6 separate regions of the Mus musculus genome follow, and regions 1, 2, 3, 4 and 6 are each linked to region 5. A link is a contact called in public HiChIP or PLAC-seq and promoter capture Hi-C data. All regions are on one chromosome and are shown on one strand. Each heading gives the region's core, a stretch centred on a gene start, on an enhancer-like site or on the middle of the called end of the contact. The rest is flanking DNA. Distances are from core to core; before and after follow the strand shown. Region 1 overlaps Acot11 (acyl-CoA thioesterase 11). Region 2 holds the start of Acot11 (acyl-CoA thioesterase 11). Region 3 holds the start of Pars2 (prolyl-tRNA synthetase (mitochondrial)(putative)). Region 4 holds the start of Lexm (lymphocyte expansion molecule). Region 5 holds the start of Mrpl37 (mitochondrial ribosomal protein L37). Region 6 overlaps Dhcr24 (24-dehydrocholesterol reductase).

Region 1 (2,998 bases), core at 75-2,574, 320 kb after region 5:
TGGCTGGGCAGAGGAGCTGGGAAAGATGGGCTGCTGTGGACCAAACCAAAGTTCACTGAGGGTGAGTGACATAGGCTAGAGACCCCAGCACACTCCCCTAGGCCTGCACAGCCAGCCTGTTCCCTAGCCAGCCTTTGTGCAGCAGAAGGATAGGGGGAGGTGTGGCCATGTCCTCATGTGACTGCCCTTGTGTCTGTGGGTACCAATGTCAGTTGATGCCTGTATACCTGAACAGATGTGTGAGTATGCCTGGTCTTGTGTTGTCTCTGTTACCCATCAGGCTGAACACCCCAGCCCTGTTTCCTCATGAACTCTGTAGCCCAGAGTGGGTTAACCCCCAGCCTTAGCTCCTCTATTTAGTGAGGATGCTAAGACTGCCCACAGGAGTCTTAAGTGAGATCCCAGGATAGCACCTGAAACACACTGGGAACTCATTAGACAGTATGGACAACTACTGAATCCTTGAACAGCTACTTGGGGTGTGTGTGCACCTGCAGATCTGTGAGTTCAGAGCTGTCTGTGTACATACGCTCACATATGTCTTTCTCCATTGCTGTCGTAAAATACCCTGACAAAAGCAACTGAAGGGAGAACAGGTTCACTCGGGCTCACAGTTCCAAGTACTGTCCACTGCAGTGGGGAGGTCAAGGCAGCAGAAGCTTGAAGCACTTGTTCATACTGCATCCACAGTAACATAACAGAGGGGTGTGAATGCATGCTAGTGCCCAGCTCACAGCCTCCACTTTCCCTGTCAGGTGATGGTGCTGGCCACAGTTCAGGTGGGCCTCCCTCTGCCAATTAACAAGATAATCTCCTACAGGCATACCCAGAGACCCATTTCCCAGATGATTCTGCATTCTGTCAAGTTGACAGTTAATACTATCAGTTTGCATACTTGTATTGGCTTGAGTATATGTCAGTGTGCTTTGTGTGTGTGTGTGTGTACCTAGATGAGTGTCTCTGTATATGCTTATATGTGCATGTGCCTGTGTATCTGCTCTGGTGCACTGTGTGTGTGTGTGAATGTTGTGTGTACAGACAAGCACATGCATACACATTCATGCATACACATATGCTGGAGGGTCCCCATCCTTCCCCGGCTCCGCTCAGAGGCTGCAGGCTGCGGGAGCCTGGCAGAGCTGCTCCCCATAGAGAGCTGCTGTGGCTCTGAGCCCTGACTTCAGCCTCCCCACAGGAGTGTGGAGCTGGTGCAGCAAGTGGATGAGGATGACGCCATCTACCACGTCATCAGCCCCGCCCTGAGCGGGAACACCAAGCCCCAGGACTTTGTGATCCTGGCCTCTAGGCGGAAGCCTTGTGACAATGGGTGAGTGCCTGCTCTCTGAGGGGTGCAGTTGAGGTAGGGAGACCTCCTCTCTCCCTCTCCTGGGAGGAGCAGCAACATGGAGGCCAGAGCTCTGCTGCCCACTGGTGGCTGGACTCAGAACCCACCAGCTGTTTCTAGGCGCCATTGGGAGTTCATCATGACTGCAAGGTCACAAACTGCTCCTGAAAGCAAGGGCGACTGTGGCATTTGTTGCCACAGACACGAGTGCCTTTCCCATGGGTATCCCTTGGTCTCTGCCCTCTGGAAGCTTGTGGCTGTTACCTGAGACATGGGCGCAGCCAGGGTAGACTGCATCTTTTTTTCTGGAGACAAAGGCCAGAAGAATGAAAACCCCAAGGTACACAGTCCATGGGTTCACAGGGAGCCTGAACCTGATGCTGCTAACACAGATGTCCCCTTCCTACAGCTGACCCCCAGCAAGGCATCCTCCTCTGGATGATCTCTGATCCCTTCTAACTCTGCCTCTCTTCCAGGGACCCCTATGTCATTGCCCTGAGGTCGGTCACGCTGCCCACGCACCATGAGACACCGGAATACCAACGTGGGGAGACTCTCTGTTCAGGCTTCTGTCTGTGGCGTGAGGGGGACCAGATGACTAAGGTAAGACGTGATGTCCCCTCTATACTTCCACCTATGGATAAACTGAACTCTACGCTGTTCGGCTGGGCCCTTCCAGACCCGAACCCCCATGACCCCCCAGACTTTGCAGTCTGAAAGGAGCTCGTCTGGAGCTTGAGTGTGGTCAGAGAGCAAACTGCTATTGGGGCTTGGGAAAAGCTCTGGACACACTACAGAAAGCCCAGCTCTGATCTAAAATTCTGCCATTGTTTGTTTAATGTGTCTCCCTTTTCGTCTGGGAGGGCTTTATGTGGCTTTGAGGGCATAGAAGGCTCAGCAGGGGAGTCAGAGTTAATTGGAAAGGTAGAGCAGAGCTGGGGGCAGGTATGCTGCAGTTCCCCTGGCATGCAGTTTTCCTTGCAGCCTTGCCCAGGTGCTGACTCGGCCAGCATTGCTAAGGACCTACACAAAGGACATAGTCCAAGGCTTATGTCTACCACGTTTCTGTGACACCCCACCCTCCCAGCACTGTTATAAAGTGGATTCAGGTGTAGGTATTAGAGTCAATTCCTGTCCCCTTGGGGCCACCTAGTCAGCAGGGAGGTGTACAGTGACCTTATGGTTTGCTGTGATAGGGCAGTCAGAGTTGAAGTTCCCTGTGTATCTGGGGGACCTATCAAAAGAGGCTAGGTCTATCACTCAGGTTTTCTAACTGATCAAGATACAAGGTTGTATCTGTTGCTTCCCCAGAAGGCAAGCAAGGCTGCTGACTCTCACCTCCCCATTATGCCTCCTTGAACTTGACTTCCTGTCCTGCAGGTTTCTTACTACAACCAGGCCACCCCCGGCTTTCTCAACTATGTGACCACCAATGTGTCCGGCCTGTCCTCAGAATTCTACAACACTTTCAAGGCTTGTGAGAGTTTTCTGTTGGACAACCGGAATGACCTAGCTCCCAGCCTCCAGACCCTCTAGACACCACCCATGCTGCCCCAGGTCTTACACAGTGCGTGGAACAAAGCAGAGACATTTATTCACCTTGACTCCCCAGGGAAGCCTTCCACACTAGATGGTCCAATCCTACTGGATGGT
Region 2 (3,198 bases), core at 473-2,972, 270 kb after region 5:
TTTCTTCCTTCCTTCCTTTCTTTCTTTCTTATTTAGACAGGGTCTCCAGTGAACCTGGAGCTCCCCCATTCTGTTAGGCTGGTCACCAAGGGACATTGTACATCTCTGCCTCCCTAGTGCTGGGATTACAGGGACCCATCAGTGCACCCAACTTTTTTACATGGGTGCTAAGAGCCAAACTCAGGTCTTCATGATTGCGACAACAAGCATTTTACTAACTGGGCTATCTCTCCAACCTCTACCCCCATTCAGAAAATACTTACTTTTTTGTTTTTAGTTAGGTATAGGTGTGTGTGTCTGCATCTGGGTATGTATGTGCACATGAATGCAGATGTGGTAGAGCTCAGAGACATCTGATTTCCTAGAGCTTCAGTTACAGTTGGCTTTGAGCCATCTGACATGGATACTGGGACCGAATTGGGCTCTTTTGGAAGAGTAGCAAGAACATTTAACCACTGAGCCATTTCTCTGTCCCCACCCCTCTTTTTTTTTTTTTTTACAGTGTCTAACATTGTATTATAAATCAGGCTGGCCTGAAACTCAACATGTAGCCTAGGCTGGCCTTGAACTCATGGCCATCCTTCTACCTTAGGTTCCTGAGTGTTGGGAGTCGAGAGTTAGCACAATGGTGTTTATCTTGCTGTCTTTTGGGTATAACTTCAGTTTCTCATCTGCAGATACAGAAGTGCAGATCGTTGATGAGAACTCACAAGGAAAGACGTGCGAGTCCTTGATTCCTAGAGTCAAGGCTCTGAGAGAAGAGAGGACTTGCCCAGAGTCCCAGGCATGGTAGTGAACTCGGGGCCTTTGGCAGAGGACTTGTTAGTAACTGTGTAGAGAATGAAAGCAGAAGCAGGAGGCAGAGGACATGTCTGCTGATCTGTCCCCATCTGCTACATAGTGGCCATGGCGCCTTGGATACATCCCTTTCCAGCCCCAGGGATCATCCCTGCGATGTAGAAAGAGGATCAGCAGGAAGCCTGAGTCACAGCAGGGGTCTGGTGCTCCGCGACTTGTCCTCAGCCATTTGGTCACCAGTTCCCTTTGGCTTTTTTAGTCCTGACCAGAGTGTGTCTCTAGTCGTCTGCCTCGAACCTCTTGCAGAAGTGACAGAGGACAGGGAAAGTCCTGGAGAACTTTCACTCGTTGATGGCCATGGGTGCTGAGTACCACGTGGCATACTGGGTGTACTTTGGCAGGCGCCTCATTTACAAGAATTACCTGCTTATAAGGAAGTGGCTGTCAGGGCCCGGTGTATAAACCCTGTTCGGCAGTTGCTGGATGCTAACAACCTGGGCCCAGGAGCCAGTCGGGTAGCACTCCGGAAGGTAAAACTCTGGCAGGTGGGTCTGGTGTCTCTCTAGGAGGCCTTGGCAGCTCCCTGGCATCCTGCTACACTCCAGCCTGCCCTCTTGTGGACGGATGGACTCCCTGGCAAGAGAATGGGAGCTCTGGGACTTCTATTCTGTTAGGCAAGGACAGGGGTAGGGGGCTGGAGTGGGGGCTGGCATTTGCCTGAGTCTAGAGACATAGAGTCCGGTGGTGCCAGTAGGTGGGCAACAGGCCCCACGTGGTTGTGGCCCAGTTGGCAGGTGCTAGGGAGCTTTCTGTGCTGGGGTTGGAGGGGGGGCGCACAGAGGGCGGATCGAGGAGAGGCCAGGACAAGGGGCGGAGATATTAACAGCTGGCTCCGGAGGGCGGGGACCTTGGGAGGAGGAGCCAGGAGAAGCCGGCTGCTTTTGGACTTGCTGGCAGTCCCAGGGCTCAGGTGACCAGCGGCCCTTTAGGAGCCTACAGACCCCCCCACAGCCTGGCAACCCAGCAAACGGAGCAGCAATGATTCAGAATGTGGGCAACCACTTGCGAAGGGTATGGACTGTGGGTTAGGGTGGCCTGGGAGACAAATGGGTCTCCTGGTGTGGGGGCCCAGAAAGTAGATGCTTTCCTCTAAAGTCAGGATCTGCATCTTTAGTCGGGATCTGTCTGTAGTCTTCTTTAGAAGGAGATATTGCAGAACCCACGGACTTCTTAAGTTATAACTAGTACTCTCCCCAAAGAGACCCGGGGACAGTAGGCTCCCTCAGGCTGGCAGTTTGTGGTTAGGTGGAATGGAATCTTCTGTAGCAAGTTCTGGCATTCTGTTTGGTTGAGTGTGTATGTGTGTGTTTTGTGCATAATACTGCTGCTGCTGCTGTGTGTGTGTCATGTTACAATCCAGCTGCTGCTGGTGTGTGTGTGTGTGTGTCTCCCTGGGTCCTGTGCACAATCCCGCTGCCTGCCATCTGAGCTCTGGGCCTCATCACTTCTCCCGCTCAGGACTCCAAGGCTATGGCCTGACAGAATTTACGACGTGAGGGTGTGTGTACAAGGCGAGAACAGGAGAGTAAGAACACAGCCTGTGAGGGAAAGGCCATGTGGAAAATGTCCTATGCAATGACCTTCGAGAGTATTTTTTTTCCTGGAACCTCCTAACTGGGACTTTGGAGTTGAGATAGGTGCTGAGGTCCCAGAAACACCCAAGTGCATAGTGGCTCATTGGGGGGCCTTTGGCCTGGTGCCTGGAGAAGGGCTTGGGACAGGCTGTACCGCCAGTGCTGGGCAAGAGTATCTGCCAACTGAGGTCGGTACAGAAAAGGCCTTTTAAAAAGTGCCCTGGCTAAATACACATCTCACCCGTCCTTTCCCTCAAGTGGCATCCTTGCCCAGCCCGGGCTCTTTGTACTTTTAGGATCTCACCCAGCTCCTTCCATCTGCTACCCCACTAGTGGTTATCTCTGAAAAGCTAGCTGTGGTGTGTGCCCACCTGTTCAGTCTTACCTGGCAGGCTTGCCCAGCTCTCTCCACACCCCACCATCCTCCCTCTGTGTTCTCAGCAGCACTGTAGGGATTGGCTTTTTCTGTCTTAGTGTTCCACCTTGGCTCTCTCTAGCTGCCATATATTCTGTACCTTCCACCAGTGACCACCAGTGACCTTGGCCTCCCTTGCACCTCTGTCAGCCTGCCGTCTCTTTGGCGGTTTCCTTCTCAGCCCTCGGATTCAGCTGGGATGCTGCCTCCTCTGGAAAGCCTTCCTAGATTTCTCATGGCACTGTGCAGTCTTTATGAGCCCCGCTCTCACTGGGATGGAAGATTTGGCTGTGTGTCTCTCTCTTCTACCCCAGTAAACTTTACAAGCTGTGCTTGGTATACCTAGTCCTG
Region 3 (3,257 bases), core at 491-2,990, 420 kb after region 5:
AACAGAAAGTCATATTCTTCTGATTATGAAAATGTTACCAGCCTGTTGTGGAGATAGCATCCAGTTATGCGCAGGCTCTAGATAAGGCAGTCGGCTCTAAACCAACTTCCACTGGCCACTTCCAGCAGCCTGCCACATCTGTAGCTACCCGTGTGCTAGAGTTTCATCATGAAATGATATAACCACCAGATCAGCCTTGTACATTTACTGTTGAGAATTTTTTTAAAGGTAGAAAAAATTCTCACAACAGTTTTTGGCACAGGCCATGAGCCTGGTGGATGTTTGATATTGTTACTATTTCAGAACACTGGGGAGAGACCCTGAAACAAGTCAATTGCAATCTCACAGGCAACAGCGAAGAGCAGGCTTTTTTTGGTTTTTGTTTGTTTGTTTTTTCTTCAATTCCTTGTCTCGATCCCTACTAAGTCAGTATTGCTAGGCGCTGAGGCATATTTGTAATCCCAGCACTTGGGAGCCAGAGGTAAGAGAATCAGCTAGGTTTGCACATCTGAGTTCCAGGACATCGGAGGAAATGAAAATCTGCCGCAACAAAAAAGTCAATATTGTTTTAACTGCTCCTCTCACCCACCACACATTCCTGGTCAGTTTGCATCTTCACTGTCCAAACTGTTGAATTTCTGACCTATATATTCTCCCATCTTTGGAGAACATAGTACACGCTATTTGAAACTTAGTGAGGCAGAATCTCTTCAGACAATGGTGCCCCTGCAGATCTGAGTATCACCCTGCAAAGCACCCTCTGGCCAAACCAGAAACCTGCCCTCATCTACTCTGCTCCACAGTACTGTCACAGTTTTTAGTCCTCTGGCCCAGCCTGCTCCACCTGACCAGCCTGCACCTCAGTTCAAGATACCATCATCCGTGACTGTTAAAACAGTCTCTACTGGCCTCCTTGCATTCCTTACACTTTCAACTTAACACAGGCATTGGTAATGACAGTTTCTTGCTGCCTTTCGAGTGTACCGCAGATCTCACCTGTAAGAGGCCTTTTCCCTGCCTTCGCCCTATTTCAGGTACACAGTACATGAACACACACACGATCCAGTCAGGAAAACTGCACACAGTGTGCTTGCAATGCCTAGTGCCCTAAAGGTTTGTGTATTATGATGCCCAATTCATAGGCTCTGAGATGGATCATAGGGTCATAGGCTCTGATTTGTGTCAGGTGACATCAAAAGGCCCATGGCCATTCTGGATTGCGGGAATTTGCCTCCAAATACCACCAACGTCAGCGCAGCATACAACAGCGATGAAACTTCCAACCCCTGCTCTATCTTGGCCTTTACGAGGAGTGAGCGTACTGCGGTCACTTCATTCCTCTTTAGAACCCTAAGGCGGCTGAGCCACCAGGTCATCCCCGGGACCGGTCCAAAATGGGCCCTTTTAGGAACTCTGTGCCTCTAAGTAAGGGCCACGCAAGGATAACTAGGGCGGAAGTGTTGCTCTCAAACAGCGGGGGTGGAGATGGGGAAAGGTGAACTGCAACCGAGCACACGACTATCCAATAGCCTGTGGCGACTGAGAGGATGCACGCGAGACAGCAGACACCAGATCGTGGGTGCGCGTGCCCAGAAACTGTCCCTAGATTCGCTGGGCCCTTCCTAGCCACCCTCCAAGTCCAGCGGCCACCGATGCTCACCAGCAGCAACTCAATACCTGAGTCGGGCGCTCTTCAGTCACGCAAAGCCAGTGCGCCTGCGCCGACATGGCCGGAGCCTCGCCCCCTGTGTTTCTCACCAATCGGAAAGCCGCACTCACGGGAGGGGGCGGGATGCTCCGGTCCCACGCTCTGGAGAGAGGCTGGAGAGGTTTTCCGGAAAGCAAACCAAAGAGCCTCGCTCTCCCGCCAAGATTCCGGAAGTGCCCTCTAGGAATTAGCAAGGTTCAACTCTATGATCAAACCTTACTTTAAAGGATTTGAGTCCTGTTTTTACCGCCCACTGCTAGGCCCGGTCTATGTGGAGAGCAGGTTCATTGACAATAGCTATGTTTCAAATCTACGCTATGATTGAACAAGCCACAATTTAAATGAGTTTAAAACTATGAAACACTTGCATAAGGTCACCTGTATTACAATAGCCAAGGAAGTCTTTTTAAAAAATTTTATGAAGCAGAGATGGGGTTTAATAAAGACATTTTAATATAGGCTGAAGCACTAGGCTTAAAAGCACCAGGGGAACTGGAGAGCACGGATGTGGCTTCTCAAAGGCGAGTGTCCCTGAGTCTTGAAGATGCGACTTGAAACATTCGTTGCTGTGCTGGTTAACAACCACTGCTGTGCTTCAGAGAACCAGTGTTCGGTTCTCAGCACCCACAATCACTGAAACGCCAGCTCCAGGGAACTCCAAAACCTTCTGACCACTGAGGATACCCACCTCCACTCCCACACAAACTCACACACACATACAATGAGGCTGGGTCTTTTCTTCATTTACAAGATGTATATGTACATGGTTTACATAAGTGTGTTATGTGGTATGTTTGTATGTGTGTAGGAACACATATACACGTGTGAACTAGTGTGTGAAGGCCCAAAGCTTTCATAGGTGTTTCTCATCCATCTCTACCTTATACACTGAGGCTCTGAACCCCCTCTTCATGTTTCATGGCACCCACTTTACCTGATGAGCTGTCTCCCCAGCCCTCACAAAATAGTTTATGAATAATTACATAGTACACGCTACTGCTGCAGCTGTGGGGAAGCAGAGAATGGGGAAAACAGCTCCCAACATTCATGTTAGAAGTGATGGCCTGTAAGCTGACACAGTCAAACTTCAGCCGACCAAGTGTCTTAGTCTGCTTTCAGTGGCTGTGAGAAAGATAACAACCAAAAGCAACTTGGGGAGGAAAGGGTTTGTTTTAGCTTATGAGTTACCGTCCATCCCTGGGGTGGGGGTGGGTAGCGAGGAGTCAAGTCTCAGGACAGGAACCTGGAGACAGGAATTGAAGCAAACACCACTGAGAAATACCGCTTACTGGCTTGTTCCTCATGGCTTGCTCAGCCGGCCTTCTTGTACAACCCTGGAGCACATGTGCAAGGGTGGCACCTCCCACAATGCACTGGGCCCTCCCATGTCGGTCATTAATCAAGAAGACTGGCCTGCAGTGGAGCCTCATGGGGACAGTTTCCTAACTGAGGTTCCTCTTCCCAGATGACCCTAGCTGTGTCAAGCTGACAAAAACAAACAAACAAACAAATAAATAAAAAGCAGACAGTAGGGAAGTGGGGCAGTAAA
Region 4 (3,072 bases), core at 66-2,565, 450 kb after region 5:
TTAGAAAGGGACGCCATGGGCTGGTGAGATGGCTCAGAGGATAAGAGCATTGACTGCTCTTCCAAAGGTCCTGAGTTCAAATCCAGCAACCACATGGTGGCTCACAACCACCCGTAATGAAATTCAGACGCCCACCCTCTTCTGGTATATTTATAGACATCTTTAAAAAAAAAAAAAAAGTAAAAAAAAAAAAAAAAAAAAGGGACACTACAGCTGATGTCTCTGACACACACACCCCCCCCCCCCCCGCTCAGTGGTATACTGTGGTCGCTCTATCAGCTGTGACTCTGTGACTGCCAGGCCTGGAGCCATTAGTCCAGCTTTCCATTTAAATACCAACTGTGGTGTGGGTCTGCTGTAGGAGGCTGCTGTGCCTCTGGTGTGCTTTGCCACTGGTTGGATGCAGGACTGAAGGTATCTTCCATCGACCTCCAGTTATCTTGTCACAGGAGTGGGGTGTAGACAGACATCTGTTCCATCTCTGCTGAAAGCCCTTGCAGGGCTCTGGGGTAATGAAGGAGACATTAGCACAGCCAGAGGATGCTATCAGTAGGGGAAGGGAGGAGGAGGGAGAGCTGGTCACACCAGGTTGGGGGCACACCCTCCCCTCTTTCTTCACCTAGCAAGTGATTCCTCCTTTGGGATTCTTCCCTGAAGTGCCTGTCCACAGGCTGGGCCCCACCCCATTCCCCACCTGCTAGCCTGGCCAAGCTGTGGAAGTGGTTGTCAGAGGACAGGGACCACATTTGGGGGCCAGTCGTCCTTTAGTGTCTGCTCAGAGTGGATATCTGAGGTTCTGATGCCACTGCATCCCTTCTGATGTCTCTAAGTACCTTCACCTATCTCTCTACTTGTCCTCCACGTGCCATCTTCCTTGGCTTCCCCGCCCCACCCTGCCCTGCCACGCCCCTCTCCCCATCGCTCCCCTCCCCCGCCAGAGTTCCATCCAGCAGAGAAGGACCAGAATTCCCAAGTCTGCTCTCCCCTCCGTTTCCCTTACAAGGTGAACATGAAGGCAATTTCTGAGCCTGGGCTCTCCCCAGTATAAGCAGAAATAAACAGATTCTCAGCAAGTGACAAGAGCTCTCTCATTAAACCCCAGGGGGATCCTAAGGTCTGAAGGAGCCCAGGAAGGGTCTCAGGCAAGGCAGCATTGGGAATATAAAGTGAATGATAACGTCAGGGGGCAGCCAGCACGCTGGAGAGCTCCCACGTGTCACGAAGCAGGTCTGTACTTGCTGAATCATAACGCCCCGGTTGCGGGTTGCCGTGGCAGCGCGCGGTGTCAAGGGGGTGTTGTGCCGGGGTGGGGGCAGGCTGGAGTCTAGGCTCAATGAGACCTCGCACCCACGGCGCCCCCCCGCGCAACATCATGTCCACCATCCCCAAGTGGTTCAAAGGGGCGCCCTTTGGGGTGCAGAGCCACAGGTGGGGCCCAACTGCTTCCTGGCCTAGCACCCAGGATCCAAGGGAGTTCCTGTGGCCCCACCAGCGCCTCTGCCTCCGCCTCCGGGAGGAAGGCTAACCCAGAAGGCTGGAGCCCGGGAAGGAAGGGAAGAGGGCTGGCTCGCCCCTCCCCCACTCACTTTCTCCTCCTCCTCCTCCTCCTCCTCCTCCTCCTCCTCCTCCTCCTCCTCCTCCTCCTCTTTTCTCCTCCTCTCTTCCTATGTAGCCCTGCTTGGACAGAACTCACAGAGATCTGCCTATCATTGCCCTCTCTGTGCTGGGATTAAAGCCTCTAAGTTTGTTTGTTTTCTGTTCCATTTTTGTAGCAAGTTCTTGCAAACTATTTCCAAACCACCTAATGTAAAATATTCATAGAGGCCACATGGTCTGCCCATCCCATGAAATTTAGCTAAAAAGTTTTGTTTGCAACCCAGGTGTCTTATTTCTTTTTTCTTTTTCTTTTCTTTTCTTTTCTTTTCTTTTCTTTTCTTTTCTTTTCTTTTCTTTTCCTTTCCTCTCTCTCTCTCTCTCTCTCTCTCTCTCTCTCTCTCTCTCTCTCTCTCTCTCTCTCTCTCTTTCTTTTTGAGACAGTCTCTCTACATAACCCTGGGTGTCTTGGAACTCACTCTATAGACCAGGCTGACTTCAAAGTCATAGAGATCCACCTGTCTCTGCCGCCCAAGTGCTGGGATTAAAGGTGTGCACCATTATGCTCAACTGTCATATTTCTTTTTATGTTCTATTATGTAATATAGTTGCATATAAATGACCTACTATGTGCCACACACGGTTCTAGAATCTGTGATCATGAGGTGGTCTGGATAATTAAACGTATATGAAAGATGATATGAAGTATCCACCCTGTAGTATAACATCTATCTATCTACTTGAGCTGGGAAGGATAATGGTAAGAACTCTGAAGAAGAATGAAGCTGTAGGGAGAGGCAGAGCATAGGGTGGGTGGCAGAGCATCTCAGGAACTCTCAAAATGATGAAGCAGATCCAAAGTGACATTCAAGGGTCAGCTCCAAAGTCGCCTGTCCTGGGAAACCAACTGCCTGTCCACCAGGGCTGCCCCAGTCAGGACCAGATGGGCCCTCACTTATACCTCTCTTAGGTTTGATGTCTCCGCTGTCTATCCCAACCAGAAGAAATTCAGCACCTTCACAGAGGCCCCATACTCCAGACATCATTCGGTGGAACTGGTGAGCCTGCTTCCTTTCACGTGGTCTGTGTCCCGCCCCCAATACGCCCGCGCATGCTCCAACCGCGTCCCTTCCCCAATACACCTGCGCATGCTCCAACCCAAGCTTGCCTCATTCTTGGCTCCAGATGTTTGATAAACTCAGGACTATGCTAGAACCCTAGGAGTTTAAGGGCCGCAGGCTTCCTCTTCCACAGCTGTTTCTACTCTGTATTTCCCTGAAGTGGAACAAGGCCAGTCACAGAGGTGGTCAGGACTCGATCTTGAGTGCTGAGCTCCTCCTGGTCGTCAGACTGGGGAACTGTCTAGTTTAATTCCTAGGCCAGGGGTGACTTGCACATGCAAAGGGGTGGGGTAGGTGGTTATGACCGACTCAGCTGAGAGCCTGCTTTAACTTAGTCCCACATAGGACCTGGGACCTA
Region 5 (3,175 bases), core at 526-3,025:
CTCCTCCGTCTCAGCCATTGTCAGTGGGGCTTGGGCAATAGGGGGTGGGAGGGGGGAGGACACAAGTGAATAAGCCAGGCCTCTCTTTGCTGTCCGCCTGGGAGAAAGAAGATGTGGGGGTTGTACTCTGTTCTCTCTCTCACACTCTCCCCAAGGCCCACCAGGCTATAGGGACAGGGATGGCTTAACCAGAGGATCTGCTGTCATTTGGGGGCATGCTTACTGCTTATAACTATTGGGGTTTTGTGTGTGTGTAAATCTAAGCAGAGGCGGGGAATTTGGATTCAGAAGGCCTCTCCTACTGTGCAGGAGCTCTTTGACTTTGGTGTGTTTCTGAGGCTGGGCCACCAGTGAGAATGAAGTTGGTGTCTCACTCTTTCTGTATTCTGCCAAACACCTGGCATACAGGAAGCTCCCATGGCCTGGTGAGTGTTCGTTCCCTCTATAGTCCGGGAGCTGGGTACAGGATTTGGTGTTGTAAGGCAGAAGGCACAGGACACGGTCCCTGTCCTTGTTAAGACCTAGCACGGTGTTATACTCATCCAGTCACTCCATCTGTACTGTGCATCAGATAACTGAGTGAATGGTGCCTCTCTTTATGGCAATTACTCTTAGCATTTGGGAAGGAGATGTACTAAGACAAATGAAAATGCTTTAACTGTAAACTGCTGGGTAGTCTGAGTGTTAGTCATATTGTCCTCTGCCTCTTTTGCATTCATGGGGGTTAAATAGTCCTATTGTCTCAGTCGTTTTGGAAACTGGTAGACAAGGTGGCCACTTCATGCACAATTTTAAAGATGAAGTTCCTTCCCATCTGGGAGGCACAATCCCTGTTGCAGCCTCGCCCTGGATGCTTATCCCTACTCTTCAGGCCTTGGCTGAAAGGTCATCTCCTCTCAGAGACCTTCTCAAGTGTTCCCCTTGTCATTACCAAGCACCTTATTTGTTCTACTATGTATTCATTTGTTAACCTAAAGTGTGTGTCACGCAACTGCTCTAGAAGCCAGGGAGAGTTCACGGGCCGGTCACTAAACAATGCAACTCTGACAGTGGTCAAACAAGAGAAAAGACCTAAGGGACAGGAAGCATGTGTGTGTTGCCACCGTTCACGTCGTGCACTCATGTACTCACTCGGTGGTCCCTCAACCTATGCCCACCCGATGCTTACTTAGCACAGTCCTCACTCTGACCCCCGCAGCGAGCCTGCCAGAAGCCAGTGCACTGGACCCGCCTCCGGGAATCGGAAAACTTAGCAGCAGCAGAGCAAAAGTAACTCGCGTTCGGCGCCGGGCGAGCCGCAGTGCCAGCAGTCGGCCGCCAAGCTGGCATAGAAAGAGGTACCCGGGCCACTCGCAGGCTCTGGGAAGCCGCAGCCAGGAAAGTGTGGGCAACGCTGAGAAGGGCGGAAAGGATGGCAGTTCCAGAACTCATGAGGCGTCGGACCCGCTAAGGCATTTTAACTCCTAATTTTACAGCGAGGAGACCGGGCCCTCTCACGTTCTAAATGCCTAAGGGTCAAAGGCGTGCAAAGTACAGATCTGAGGTCCCTACGCTCCTCCGCGCCGGCCGCGAGCTCCACCACCGCGCTCACCTACCTACCAGCAAGTTTCTTCACGTGTGGCACTTCAGAAACCCCAAGCAAAGAGCACCTTCCAGGTTCCACCAATAAGGATGGGAACTGCCTGAGGGGCGGGGACAAAGCAAGCATATTCTAATTGTGATTGGGTGAAGTGTCTGTCATTCGCAAAAACCCGTCATTGCGCTCCGCCCCTTTGGCTCCCAGCAGTCCCTGCACGGGCAAAGATGGCGGCGTCCAGGTAGAGGTTTTGTAGAAACGGAGTCGGTATGGCCTTGGCGTCCGGGCCCGCTCTGCGGGCACTCGCTGGCTCTGGAAGGCTCGGCCTCGGAGGTTACGGGACTCCGAAACGTGGGGCGTATGAGTGGGGCGTGCGCTCCACGCGGAAGCCCGAGCCTCGCCCCCTGGACAGGGTGTACGAGATCCCCGGTCTGGAGCCCATTACCTACGAGGGCAAGAAGCACTTCGTCCCGTGGCTGGCGAGGCCGATCTTCCCGCCGTGGGAGCGCGGCTGGAATGACCCACGCTTCCACCGTGCCGCCCCGATCCACGAACAGACTCTGTACAAGGAAGAACCCTGCTACATCTTCCACCAGCGTTGCCGACTCCTGGAGGGTGAGGTCTCAGGACAAACGGGAGGAGACGCTGTCCCAGGCTCAGCAGTGACCCCGAGCCTGGGGAAGTTTCTTCCTCTGGAAGTAGAATAGAGTAACACCCGGCTTCCAAGAGTTGTCAGATCAAGGTGTTTGTGAAAGGGAGCAATGGAGAATGTGTGCAGAGAGGAGGGGATTTGTCTCCATGCGTGGAGAGGTGATAATAAAGCAGGTCTACAACGCTCCTTTTCTGGGGGTGTCTTTTGTTAAAATAGGCCTGGGATATGTTTTCAAAGAAAGGATTTGCACCCAAAAGTCTACCCACTTAATAACAGGTCAGAATGTCTTGAGCCTTTTCCTGAGTTGGAGGCCAGCCTAATCTACAGAGTGAATGAGTTCGAAGACAGTCAGGGCTACACAGAGAAACCCTGTGGGGAGGCGGGGGAGATACATCAATGTCTCAAAGTCATTCTGTTTCTTAAGAGGAGTGTCAGGAACTGTTTTCCAGAGTTGAACCCTCTCAGGATCAGGATGAGGATAGGGAAGATCCTAAAACCAAAAACAACTGAAGTCTGTGGGAGCAGAGATTCCAAAGGATAACTAGGAAATACAGAGACCCAACAAGGTTTGGAGCCAAATTAAGAGAATCAGTCATAAGTTTGGAAAAATCGATAGCCATAGGCCAGCCTCCTAAAAGGCCCACTTCTATGCCTGCAAGCTGATATTTTTGGCCATTAACCATTTTCTGTGAACTCAGGAGGTGCTGTGAAGGATCTCACAGACACGACCCCTTTGCATTACCCTGACAACGAATGCCTAGTGGATGGATGTGTTTCAGAAGTTAGGATTGCACCTGGAGATGGTGGTGCATGCCTTTAATCCCAGCCCTCAGGAGGCAGAAGCAGGAAGATCTCTGTGAGTTCAAGTCAGCCTGGTCTACTGAGTGAGTTCCAGGATAGCCAGGGCTACACAGAGAAACCGTGCTTTAGGAAAAAAGATCAGAAGT
Region 6 (3,218 bases), core at 446-2,945, 480 kb after region 5:
TGTAGTTGTGAGTGTGTGTATGTGTGAGCGCACACTTGTGTGGATGCCCAGCACATGTGTTTATATGTGTGTAGAAGCCTCAAGTTTATGTACGCTGTCTCTCTGGATCACTTTCTGCTTTATTCATTTGAGGCAGGGTCTCTTGCTGAAGCTAGACCTCACCGATTCTGGCTAGTCTCACTAGCCTTCTTGTGGTTTTCCCTGGGAGCTATTATAAGACATTCTGGCTATGATAAATGGGTATAAAATAGAGAACTCTCCCTTAGAAAGGACTCTGTGTTGTAAAAGGTCTGGAGGTCATGGATGTGGAACTCACTTCCTTGCAAGGGATTGTGCCTGTTTTCTTCTTTCTCCTTTTTACAGGAAACGGATTACACCTATTACGAAGGGCAAGTGCCGTCCAACTGTGGACTACAATTCAGATCCTACTCCTTAAAGCCACTCGGGAAGAACAGCCTGATGCAACCAGAGAGCCCAAGGCCAGAAGAGAAATCTTGAGATGGGAAAGGAAGCAGGGATCTTGGAGAATGCCTGGGTGAGGGGAGAAGGCAGGAGGGTCATCTTTGCTGTAGCCCTGCGGTCAAAAGTCACAGTGTCTACTGGGACAGCAGGGGGACCAGGTATCTTTTGTTACAAGAGATCCATTGTCCTAAGCATTCCAGTCAGCTGGTGACGTGAATTTGGGAGCCAGAGAGCAGGTGGATGGAAGAGGGGGTCGTGGGTGACTTCCTGGAACCCCTTGCACTGTGAAGCTAGAGCGTGGGTACCTAACTCACCGTTGTCCCAGAATGAGGCGGGGAGAGGAGCATTTGTTACGTAGCAGTCTGGGACCTGTAGGAAAACCCCATCTCCATGCTAGGGTGCTCTGGACACTCAACAGAGCCTCGTGCTGGGAGGAGACTGCTGACTTCCAGTGTTCAGCCATTGAAGCGCTGTACCCCACTTTAGCATTGTGGGCCACCAGTGTGGTTAGAGGTGGGTCCTCGGGGGTGAGTGACAACATCCTGTGACGTTCCCCCTCACTGTTTACATCAATGACAGTGGTGGGGGGAGCCAGTTGTCCCCTGGAGAAGAGGATGAGGAGACCTGACAGACTCAGCCACAGAACTTACATAATAAAGCGATTTCAGACATGTTTTCAGAGCCGGTTCTACCAGTTGTTTTCTCACGTGGGTCCAAGTCGTGGTTGTGAAAGAAATGAAATCATGACTGTTCTCTTCAGCATCCGGAGTAGCCAGGACCATCAGCATGCACCCTGCCTAGAGCCCCTTTCATTCCTCATTTGGAGTTTGGATCTTTGGTTTTCTCATCATGGTGAGCTACTTAATAACCGCCCACACCTAAGCTGGCCGGGCTCTTACTCTGGCCCTGGCGTGGTCCTTCATTCTGCAGGTGCTGTATACAGCCTGCTTCTGGGACTTCCTCTTCCAGTAACCTGTATCTCAGGCCCTGCTGATCCACTCTCTAGACACCCCACCCCCAGACTCAGCCAGAGAAAGGGGATCTAACCAAACTGAGGGTAGATGGGTTGTTGGGTGCAGAGCAGACCCCTGGGAGGTGACTGTCCCGGGTCTGGGATGTGGGGCCACTTTTCACGCTGACCTTGCATTCAGGGGTGTGTCCGGAAGCACAGCGTGTCAGGAGATGGTTAAGCTGGCTCTCAGAGCAAAGCAGGATGTTGCAGCTGTGGTAGTTAACGTTCTGTGTCAACTTGTCTGTGTCACGTGGTAGCCAGGCACTGGAATGTGCCTAACCCGGTCACTTGGCATGTGAGATTGACAAACTGCGTACTTTATGTGGGTGGGTGGGTCATGGCCAGTCAGCAGATGCCCACTTCCGTTTCTTGCTTACAAGACTGAGATTTGGAGACACCCTGTGGTGAAGACTCATCTCAATGTAAGGTTATGTCTAGGACTGAAGAGCGAAAGCTATTTTAATGGTAGTTTGGGCTTGGGATGTCTCCAAAGGCCTGGTGTCAAGGGCTGGTTCTGTTGGGAAAGGCTCAGTAGGAGGTCTTTGGATCCCTGGGAACATGCCTGTAAATGGTACTGAAGGACTACCAACTCCATTTTCTATTCTCTTTTCTCCCTGGTTTCTGACCATTTCCTCTGCCACACCCACCCATTACTATACACTGTCTCACCTCAGGACCAAGGGATCATGGATTGGAACCTCTAGAACTTAGAGCTGAAATAAAGCTCTCCTCTTGATCAACATCTCAGGTACTTTGTTACAGAAAGAACGCTGGCCAGCAGAGGGGATATTACAGATTTAAGATACAACTTATGAAATCAGAGAAGGGACTTCCCAAAAGGTTGCTTGAAGCCAGTTTCGGAATGAAAATCACAGGTTCTAGTAAAATTCCCATCACATACACACCTGTGCAAAGTGTACCAAGTTAAAACTTGATTCTCCCGGCTCTGGGCATCAAAGTCCTGGGGTGAGCCAACTATTAAAAAATACAAGTCCATGTGGTTCAATCCTAACAGAAGCTTATCTGGGTCTCTAGTGACTGCAAAGCTAACCACTTAATCCCTGTGGACACATCTGGCTGACAGGAAGGCTGGTAGTGTGCAGAGGAAGGCACTGTGTTCTGCTGGAAGGGTCGTTGTGCCTTCGGCTTTTGGATGAGGACATCGACACAGGAACAATGAGCTTGTCAAAACTGGTTTGTCACAACCGATTGATGAAGCCAGAACACCAGCCAGACCTGACAAGTGTACCTGGTGCCTGAGGACAGAGCCCATCCCTCCTGAGGTGCCAGCATTTCTTCACTGGAATGACAGAAATCCATTTGCTACCCGCTTCCCCCATGTTTTTAGCCCTCATCTGTGGGTGCTTGTGTTCAGACAGGACATTGGAGCTGAATGGCACCAGTGGCGGTGGCTGCGTCCTTGTCCGACTCTACACTGGTCCTCTGAATAAATGACAAAAGACTAGCGTCCAGGCTGTACTTTATTTTACACAAGTGGTGGCCCCAGAACCACAGGGACATGACCTGGAGAGTAGGCACAGTGCCTGAGGCTGCAAGAGCCAAATACAGGGATTCATGCCTTCTCCTTGGTCCCCATGACCAAATTAAAAAAAAAAAAACAACAAATCACACAGCACACATCGCCACACCCATCCCCTCCTTCCTTTCAGCAACAGCCAATTCAGCTTTCTAGCCAAAGACAGTGGCTACAACTGAATTTACAGAGAACCATGCAGCCAAGAAA

The links. Promoter capture Hi-C pulls out the DNA fragments that hold promoters and counts their contacts. HiChIP or PLAC-seq counts read pairs in DNA pulled down with a chosen protein or histone mark.
Region 1: a promoter capture Hi-C map of neural stem cells shows a contact between it and region 5. The contact joins the enhancer-like site here to the promoter of Mrpl37 in region 5. A contact is called at or near these places in 22 of 39 promoter capture datasets (the 3T3-L1 cell line, 3T3-L1-derived adipocytes, the C10 cell line and 14 more), 1 of 15 datasets of contacts at CTCF or cohesin (the NIH/3T3 cell line), 3 of 484 Hi-C or Micro-C datasets (liver, nephron progenitors and neural stem cells), 20 of 115 datasets of contacts at active chromatin or transcription factors (astrocytes, bone marrow-derived macrophages, cardiomyocytes and 12 more) and 4 of 9 other capture datasets (adipose tissue, embryonic stem cells, liver and 1 more).
Region 2: a contact with region 5 is called in an H3K4me3 HiChIP or PLAC-seq map of embryonic stem cells, with 22 read pairs. The contact joins the promoter of Acot11 here to the promoter of Mrpl37 in region 5. A contact is called at or near these places in 9 of 39 promoter capture datasets (the HPC-7 cell line, cancer-associated fibroblasts, cranial neural crest and 5 more), 8 of 484 Hi-C or Micro-C datasets (B cells, CD4 T cells, the MNK3 cell line and 3 more), 24 of 115 datasets of contacts at active chromatin or transcription factors (the HL-1 cell line, the NIH/3T3 cell line, bone marrow-derived macrophages and 12 more) and 5 of 9 other capture datasets (adipose tissue, embryonic stem cells, liver and 2 more).
Region 3: a promoter capture Hi-C map of hematopoietic stem and progenitor cells shows a contact between it and region 5. The contact joins the promoter of Pars2 here to the promoter of Mrpl37 in region 5. A contact is called at or near these places in 22 of 39 promoter capture datasets (the 3T3-L1 cell line, 3T3-L1-derived adipocytes, the C10 cell line and 14 more), 4 of 484 Hi-C or Micro-C datasets (B cells, regulatory T cells and uterus), 7 of 115 datasets of contacts at active chromatin or transcription factors (astrocytes, cardiomyocytes, embryonic stem cells and 1 more) and 3 of 9 other capture datasets (adipose tissue, embryonic stem cells and liver).
Region 4: a contact with region 5 is called in an H3K4me3 HiChIP or PLAC-seq map of forebrain, with 5 times the contacts expected there. The contact joins the promoter of Lexm here to the promoter of Mrpl37 in region 5. A contact is called at or near these places in 23 of 39 promoter capture datasets (the 3T3-L1 cell line, 3T3-L1-derived adipocytes, the C10 cell line and 13 more), 1 of 15 datasets of contacts at CTCF or cohesin (the NIH/3T3 cell line), 6 of 484 Hi-C or Micro-C datasets (cerebellar granule neurons, cerebellum, cortical neurons and 2 more), 14 of 115 datasets of contacts at active chromatin or transcription factors (astrocytes, embryonic basal ganglia, embryonic forebrain and 7 more) and 4 of 9 other capture datasets (adipose tissue, embryonic stem cells, liver and 1 more).
Region 6: a promoter capture Hi-C map of embryonic stem cells shows a contact between it and region 5. The contact joins the enhancer-like site here to the promoter of Mrpl37 in region 5. A contact is called at or near these places in 11 of 39 promoter capture datasets (the 3T3-L1 cell line, the C10 cell line, cranial neural crest and 5 more), 10 of 115 datasets of contacts at active chromatin or transcription factors (the SCID.adh cell line, astrocytes, bone marrow-derived macrophages and 7 more) and 3 of 9 other capture datasets (adipose tissue, liver and pancreatic islet).

The regions. Positions count from the first base shown.
Region 1 is chr4:106,748,212-106,751,209 of GRCm38.p6, reverse strand. Acot11 (acyl-CoA thioesterase 11) reads left to right here. Exons shown (of 16, transcript NM_025590.4): 14 at 1,196-1,327; 15 at 1,822-1,948; 16 at 2,726-2,998. The coding sequence ends at 2,881. It overlaps Fam151a (family with sequence simliarity 151, member A), which reads right to left. Exons shown (of 8, transcript NM_146149.1): 8 at 2,918-2,998. The coding sequence ends at 2,941. Among named protein-coding and RNA genes, the nearest start is that of Fam151a, 16 kb to the right of the region's middle. Within about 2 kb of position 1,324, at least 92 of the 459 cell types and tissues checked have an H3K27ac peak or open chromatin away from gene starts, as enhancers often do. A contact at or near this core is called in astrocytes, differentiating embryonic stem cells, epiblast stem cells and 3 more, where this site is marked.
Region 2 is chr4:106,798,355-106,801,552 of GRCm38.p6, reverse strand. Acot11 (acyl-CoA thioesterase 11) reads left to right here and starts at 1,722. Exons shown (of 16, transcript NM_025590.4): 1 at 1,722-1,869. The coding sequence starts at 1,837.
Region 3 is chr4:106,649,552-106,652,808 of GRCm38.p6, reverse strand. It overlaps Pars2 (prolyl-tRNA synthetase (mitochondrial)(putative)), which reads right to left and starts at 1,740. Exons shown (of 2, transcript NM_172272.2): 1 at 1,678-1,740.
Region 4 is chr4:106,615,481-106,618,552 of GRCm38.p6, reverse strand. Lexm (lymphocyte expansion molecule) reads left to right here and starts at 1,315. Exons shown (of 10, transcript NM_183182.3): 1 at 1,315-1,428; 2 at 2,564-2,651; 3 at 3,050-3,072. The coding sequence starts at 1,334.
Region 5 is chr4:107,065,466-107,068,640 of GRCm38.p6, reverse strand. It overlaps Mrpl37 (mitochondrial ribosomal protein L37), which reads left to right and starts at 1,775. Exons shown (of 7, transcript NM_025500.2): 1 at 1,775-2,191. The coding sequence starts at 1,846. Cyb5rl (cytochrome b5 reductase-like) reads right to left here and starts at 1,647. Exons shown (of 7, transcript NM_001346552.2): 1 at 1,596-1,647; 2 at 1-29. The coding sequence starts at 18.
Region 6 is chr4:106,588,833-106,592,050 of GRCm38.p6, reverse strand. It overlaps Dhcr24 (24-dehydrocholesterol reductase), which reads right to left. Exons shown (of 9, transcript NM_053272.2): 9 at 2,938-3,218. It overlaps Lexm (lymphocyte expansion molecule), which reads left to right. Exons shown (of 10, transcript NM_183182.3): 10 at 364-1,142. The coding sequence ends at 436. Among named protein-coding and RNA genes, the nearest start is that of Lexm, 27 kb to the left of the region's middle. Within about 2 kb of position 1,695, at least 42 of the 459 cell types and tissues checked have an H3K27ac peak or open chromatin away from gene starts, as enhancers often do. A contact at or near this core is called in embryonic stem cells and liver, where this site is marked.